2 separate regions of the Bombyx mori genome follow, and region 2 is linked to region 1. Evidence: chromatin contacts called from public Hi-C data. All regions are on one chromosome and are shown on one strand. The core of a region is the stretch at or near the end of the contact, and the rest is flanking DNA. Distances in the headings are between cores, read along the strand shown.

What was found. A called contact is a pair of places that touch in the nucleus more often than the background predicts.
Region 2: a contact with region 1 is called in a Hi-C map of middle silk gland, with 2.9 times the contacts expected there. The contact joins two enhancer-like sites. A contact is called at or near these places in 3 of 7 Hi-C or Micro-C datasets (middle silk gland, an unstated tissue and whole pupa).

What each region holds. Positions count from the first base shown.
Region 1 is chr3:6,225,218-6,228,730 of ASM3026992v2, forward strand. No RefSeq gene overlaps it. Among protein-coding and RNA genes, the nearest start is that of PKG-I, 31 kb to the right of the region's middle. Within about 2 kb of position 1,549, at least 4 of the 8 cell types and tissues checked have open chromatin away from gene starts, as enhancers often do.
Region 2 is chr3:6,280,687-6,284,199 of ASM3026992v2, forward strand. All of the region lies in intron 1 of PKG-I (protein kinase, cGMP-dependent, type I), which reads left to right. Among protein-coding and RNA genes, the nearest start is that of PKG-I, 25 kb to the left of the region's middle. Within about 2 kb of position 1,910, at least 3 of the 8 cell types and tissues checked have open chromatin away from gene starts, as enhancers often do.

The DNA of each region.
Region 1 (3,513 bases), core at 299-2,798:
ATATAAACGTGAGTTTATTTGTTACGGTTTCACATCTTAAAGAAAATTTAACGATGACCATGAACCTTTACATGCATTTGGTTAGAGGCACAGAAAAGGACATTGGGTACATTTATCCAGAAACATAACATACCTACTACTATTCCCCAACTCACTCTAACTGGCGCCATCTAGGCGGGCTTCGGATAGCCTGCCGACTGAGAGGGCTGATGGTCGTCGCGCCGACGACCACCGGTCCGGCGTCCCGAAGGGGAGGGTGATGGGAGAGATGTGCTCCGCACTAAACGCTTCACTTTCCCCCCTTTGTCTTTTCATGAGTTTTGTCTCATGCGAGGTTTGGACGTTGTTTGTTGAGCGACAGGAGGTTTTAGTCGGTTCGACTCCGTTATGCTCCGCCCGCCATCCCCAGTGGAGGGCGGAGGTCCGGCAATTTCCTTCTGACAAAAAAAAACTATTATTCCCCAGAGGTGGTTTTTTTAAAATATTAACATGAGTAAATCTTCGCTAAAAACTACATATTTAATGAATTGCTGACATGAATTCGGATTCTAATCAAATACTAGGTTTTAGCTTTTGTTCAGCTGCCTATTTATGCCGTGAAGCAGTAATGCGTTTCGGCTTGAAGACTGGGGCAGTAGTTATACTGTAAAAACGGAGACATTAGAACTCATCTTTCGAAGTGAGTGGCAGCATTTAGATTGTAGATGTCCACGGGCTCCGGTAACCACTCAACACCAGACGGGCCGTAAGCTCGTCCATTTATCTAAGCAATAAAAAAACATGCCAGAGGTCATTATGAAATAATAGTGTTTTTCATATCGAAATAAACCTTAGAAGACGCCTTCGTGGCATACCCGTAGTAGGTACACGAATCGTAAACTTTCCGTCGTGTTATTCGAATTGTTATTGAGCGATAAGGAGTTGAATATTTTCTTGTTAGTTGTCGACTCGGCTGCGTATGCTTAGCATACACGCCCAGTCTAAATGCAGAACGTTTGGTATTTGAAATTTTAGTCCAGTAATTTAGTTTCAAAATATGAATTAGGTAATTTTAGCACGTTCCGCATAGAATTTGCGTAAGATTGTTTGAATTAAAATACAAAAGGATTTGTATGTGCAGCTTGAAGTAACTAAATTCTAGAGAAAGAAGCATTCAAGTCATATTTAATCCGGTTCCCCATTTATTATTGTTTTTAATAGGTGCTTATTATCTACTTAATTAATTTTTAATTATTTTTAATAGGTGCTTGTTACCTACCTACTTAATTAATTAGTAATACATTACTTATGTAGGTACTAATAACTCGGTACTTCATTGTTTACGAGGTAATTGGAAATGCTTATAAAAATATATTCATAGACACCTGAATTAAATTATAATATAATAAGTTGTACATAAAGATTTTCGAACTGACAGGAATTTCCTTTTTTTTTTTTGGCAACCGATATAATAATCGTTATACAAAATCACAACATAATTAAATAGTGCCATCTATTAATATTTTTGAAGTTACATTATTGTTTTTGTTAATTTGCTATTCACCAATAGATGGCGGTTTGTGTAACGTTTTTTTATATAACGATAGATGGCGTTACGACTCTAAAACAACGATGTTCTATTAAGTTTTCTAGTTTGCTATAAAAATATTCACTTGAATATTGCTACAAATTACAACTGTAAAATAGAAATGAACAAGGTCGAATGTGACTAATGCAGAATGTGTCAGCTTCAAGAAATGAAATGCTCTATCTATCCAATAAATCTAATTTTGATGTTTCAGTCATCTTTAGGCACGTGTTACAATTATTACCTAAAGCTTTTTAGATATTATCCAAAATCAAACATTACCGCCATAAAGAACGTCAAACTATATGTATCAGTTTTGAAATTTCTATTTACTAAAAATATTCGAATCTGGAATAAAAATCAAAGACTTATAGCATTTCGATTTAAAATATGGTAACAAAAAGGTGACGAATTTATCATAATTATAATTCTGAAAAATATGGCGATTAACGAATACCTTTTATTTCTGTTAAACCAGATGTTGGATACTTTTTTTTAATATTTCTTAATTTTTTTATTACTGAAGTATTGTATGTAAAAAAAAAACTAAAACATGTAAAGCTACAGATAAGAGAAGCATCTATCAGTTTAAAGTATCCACTTATTGAAATTTTCCTTCGAAACAATACTGTTACAGATAACAGTCAATTACTTCACATTTAAATCATAAACAAACATATGAAAAAGTACTTTTAGATTTCCGTATAATGTTTATTCCTCGAAAATTTACTTAAGATATATCATTAGATGTCGCTTGCCTAACTTGTGCGCTTATCGTTCATTTCTCGATTCACAGAGTTGCCAGACTCGATGTGAATGCTTCAGATAACCAATTTTCTTTAACAGATTTCTTTGAAATATTTCCCGGATAAGATCTCTAATATGATGCTATTATGTTCCTGTTCTGTTTTTATTATTAATTATATTGAATGTTCGTTTTATTGTTCAATAATACTGTATAACAGATGATACCTGTGTGACGCATTATTTTGATTTTTTTAACGGAACAAATGCGTTTTTCTAAATGTGCGGCTTTTTTAAATATATATGTATATTTATTGCTTAGAATGGACGAGCTAATAGCCCACCTGGTGTTAAGTCGTTACTGGAGCCCATAGACATCTACAACGTAAATGCGCCACCCACCTTGAGATATAAGTTCTAAGGTCTCAAGTACCTATAGTTACAACGGCTGCCCCACCCTTCAAACCGGAACGCATTACTGCTTCAAACCGAAACACATTACGGCAGAAATAGACAGGGTGGTGGTACCTACCCGCGCGGACTCACAAGAGGTCCTACCACCTGTAATTACGCAAATTATAATTTTGTAATAAAATAATAAAAATAATAATCAGGTGAATATTAACATCATACCATTATTATACCATTCGACCGTGTGAATATTTTTCTTAGGGCAAGCCAGGGAGGCTTCTCATAGTTATAGCATCATACAGATTAGTCCATACTGAGTAATGAAGACGAATAACCATCGTCCAATATCATTATTTTTCATAAGAATTGGTCGCTCAGAAGGTGATGAATCCGCTGAGATTTCTTACTCAATATATCAACTCGACGGTAATCTAAGATAAAACGTTGACATAGAATAAGTTCAACATACAACCAAACCAAAAAAATATGTTTTTGTCAGGAGAAATTTCCAGCATTTTCGTTTCCCTGAATTGGCAACCGTACAGTTTGTTAGCTGCATCGCATCTCGTAGACTACGGCCAGCAAATATTATATGTCCACACGTCTCTCCTCTGTCTTCCGCTATCAATTTAAATTTATTGTGAACTAGACTAGATCACGCGCTCCCGCCTCTGTGACATCCGATAAAAAAAAAACTAGTGCCGCAATCAGTGCCGATAAAGAGATTAATCGATTGGCGAAATCAGTGAATACATGAATATAGTGTTGTGACGTTTGACGATATTGATAAA
Region 2 (3,513 bases), core at 660-3,159, 56 kb after region 1:
TGAAAGATTAGAAAGAAATATAAAAACATTTTAGAATTGTAAGATATAAAAAAAACATAAAAAACGTGGTGAAGCAAGTCTTAAATGTGTTTCTCTTTATAGAGCAACTCAATGTGTGCTATAGTTTTTCCCATAGTAAACTTTATTTTTATTTGAATAAAATAATACATTATATAGGTATTAATATTTTGTGAATAAAAACGGGTAATCGAGACAGCCCTACGAGTGGAACTAGGTGCGTCGCGTTATCGGATTAAATCGCCATCAAACCTGTTGACATTAATTAAAGTATGTCCATCTATTTACATATGCATCCACGTTACGGCTATTTTAATAGTGAATGTGTAATATGGCATAATATGCACTGCATACAGCTGTTCTTTATGATGAAACGTTAAATCTAAATAGGGCCTTCGTTACTTTGTTGATATACTGATGTACTTACTCCTTAGTATTTAGTGCACTAGCTTCAAGTGCTCTGGGATTTATCTTATTATTATCTATCGATTCTTACATCTTGCCTTTAGTTTCATAGAATAAGACGTCCATCGCATTCGTGTTGAGCGATGTACCGGTGTTCGAATCACAGGCGGGTACCAATTTTTTCTAATGAAATACGTACTCAACAAATGTTCACGATTGACTGCCACGGTGAAGGAATAACATCATGTAATAAAAATCAAACCCGCAAAATTGTAATTTGCGTAATTACTGGTGGTAGGACCTCTTGTGAGTCCGCACTGGTAGGTACCACCACCCTGCCTATTTCTGCCGTGAAGCAGTAATGCGTTTCAGTTTGAAGGGTGGGGCAGCCGTTGTAACTATACTTGAGACCTTAGAACTTATATCTGAAGGTAGGTGGCGCATTTACGTTGTAGATGCCTATAGGTTCCAGTAACCACTTAACACCAAGTGAGCTATGAGCTCGTCCAGACATTTAAGCAATAAAAAAAAATATAGTGCTCGTAGTTTTCCTATGCTATGTTTATGGCATTTGCATGGCTTGTCAAGTGTAAGCCCTTAATGATTACGATTACTAATACTTCCAGTGTTGCTATATTCATTTCCTGATTTTTTTACCTTGCACCGGTTTCACTCATTAGAACACGTTTTCTAATGTTTTTTTTTTCCTTCTCTTTAACTATGAAGCATCAAATCTAACGTTCAATTAGTGTTAAAACGACAAAGTTGTCATCTTCAATTCGGTAAATTACAATGAATTGTCAATTGAGTGATCTATTTTTAGTGGCGGCCAGTGAGGCGCTGCGAGCCGATCTTTGCCGACGCAATCAATTTAACCGATTCCGGACATCGTTATTGGAATCGGTGACCGCTTTTGTGAACGAATTGCCAATGAATAGATTAATGTCAGTTTGCCATGTTTGGTACCTTTGAGTATTTTGTTTATTATGAAAATGTAAAATCTTCGATGCATTCTGTTTATTACAAAATACGGCCCACTGAGTTTCTCGCCGGATCTTCTCAGTGGGTCGCGTTTCCGATCCGGTGGTAGATTCTGCGAAGCACTGCTCTTGCTAGGGTCAGTGTTAGCAACTCTCCGGTTAGAGCCCCGTGAGCTCACCTACACACGCTAGGGTAAGCTGACATTGCCTCTCAAGGCTATCAGCATAGGTAGGAAAAAAAAAAACGATTTCCTGATACAGTTGGTTGATTAAATAAATATTTTTTAAACTTTTACTGTATTTGTAATAAAATACTTTAAAATTGCAGTTCACCCACTTGGTATCGTATATTTAAATTAGTGAATTTTTGCGTGATCCTGGTAAACATTTTGACAAGACAATTAATTGAAATAAAATCAACTAAACGAGTATTGTTAGATTCATTGGAATCTATAAGAAGCGCCATCTATGAGAACAATCTGTAAATTTTACAGCGCCACCATTTATTGAGTAGATGAACTATGGTTGCAAATTTTCGCCACTAGATGGCAAAAGCATAAATTATTTTTAAAGTAAATGGATTCTCATCTACTCTAATTTTAAATTAGATTACTGTTATTGTTTGTTATATTTTGTTACTGTTGTTCTTCATTCAGATTTTTTTTTACTTTTGAGTTTATTGTTTATACAATGTATAAGCTCGTTTGATAATTGAAACATAAATTAAAATAGGATATAGCGTCTATTTATATTTAACTTTGCTATTTTATATTCATCGAAAAACCAAAGCCGATATAGAATATTTCTGAAAGTGGTTGTAGTCTAGTAGTTGTACGCGCCCTACGGTGATTAATGTTCGTGTACAAAATTTTAACCAGAAAAAACTCGAGTATTAACAAAACCTACGGTGTCGACTTTGCAATTAAACTTCAATAGTTTCAAATCTCCTTGTTTAAATAAACCTCTCGTGCCGAGGTCTCGCCAAAGTGTTTGTTAAAATAACATTATCTTTTTATTATATGTATGAGGATATACAAGAGGATAGCATCCGTAATGTGTTTTGAAATTCCGCCTCATCGATTCAAATGTACGTTAGTCTTTTATTAAGTAGTTTCTTTATGTTTTATCTTCAAGTTTTATCGCTTTAGGACAGACTTGGTGCCCGAAAATGCCATACAGAGAAATATTCAAAACGAAAATCTGAACAATGTCTTTTGAAAAAGGGCTTTTTACTACGATTAAGTAGTTTCTTTATGTTTTATCTTCAAGTTTTATCGCTTTAGGACAGACTTGGTGCCCGAAAGTGCCATACAGAAATATTCAAAACAAAAATCTGAACAATGTCTTTTGAAAAACGGCTTTTCACTACATCCTTCTTGCGTCGATAATCCTCAATGCTCTCAGCATCGTGGCCATCTTTGATAACTATCTCCTGGATTATCCTGCCTCAGCCCTACCTATCATCGGCTGTGCGGATGGGATCGTTGAGTGTAGCTTTTTTTATGCTTGATGTATGATAGCCCGGGGGCCTTTCCAGTTTCACCAGGACAGGTGGGCGAGCAAAGGCTCAGCCAGGAGGGGTGGGATTTGCTAACAGCTGCCCGAGCGCCTCCGAAGTAGACCTAACAACTCATGAGCAGCAGCGTTGAGTGTGTCACTACATCACTTGTCAATAAATTTCAATGCTATGGGCAGTTTATTTTCTTGCTACAGAATAGCTACAGAAATACTACCAATAACTATTTGTAAATAATCTATATATCCATATATATAAAAATGAATTGCTGTTCGTTAGTCTCGCTAAAACTCGAGAACGGCTGGACCGATTTGGCTAATTTTAGTCTTGAATTATTTGTGGAAGTCCAGAGAAGGTTTTAAAGGTAGATAAAAATAAAAATGCTCGGAATTAAATAAAAATAACAATTTTGTTTTCCCTTTGATGTGTCCCCCGCCGCGTCGGACGGATACCTTTTGTTTGTTTTAAGTTTATTTTATACAAATGTTTAAGTGAGGCACTACGAAGTCTGACGGGTCCGCTAGTAAAATATAAATAATTGTGGTGTTCGCTAGTGCCTTGACTATTAAGCCTATGCCTGGAATCACGACGCAA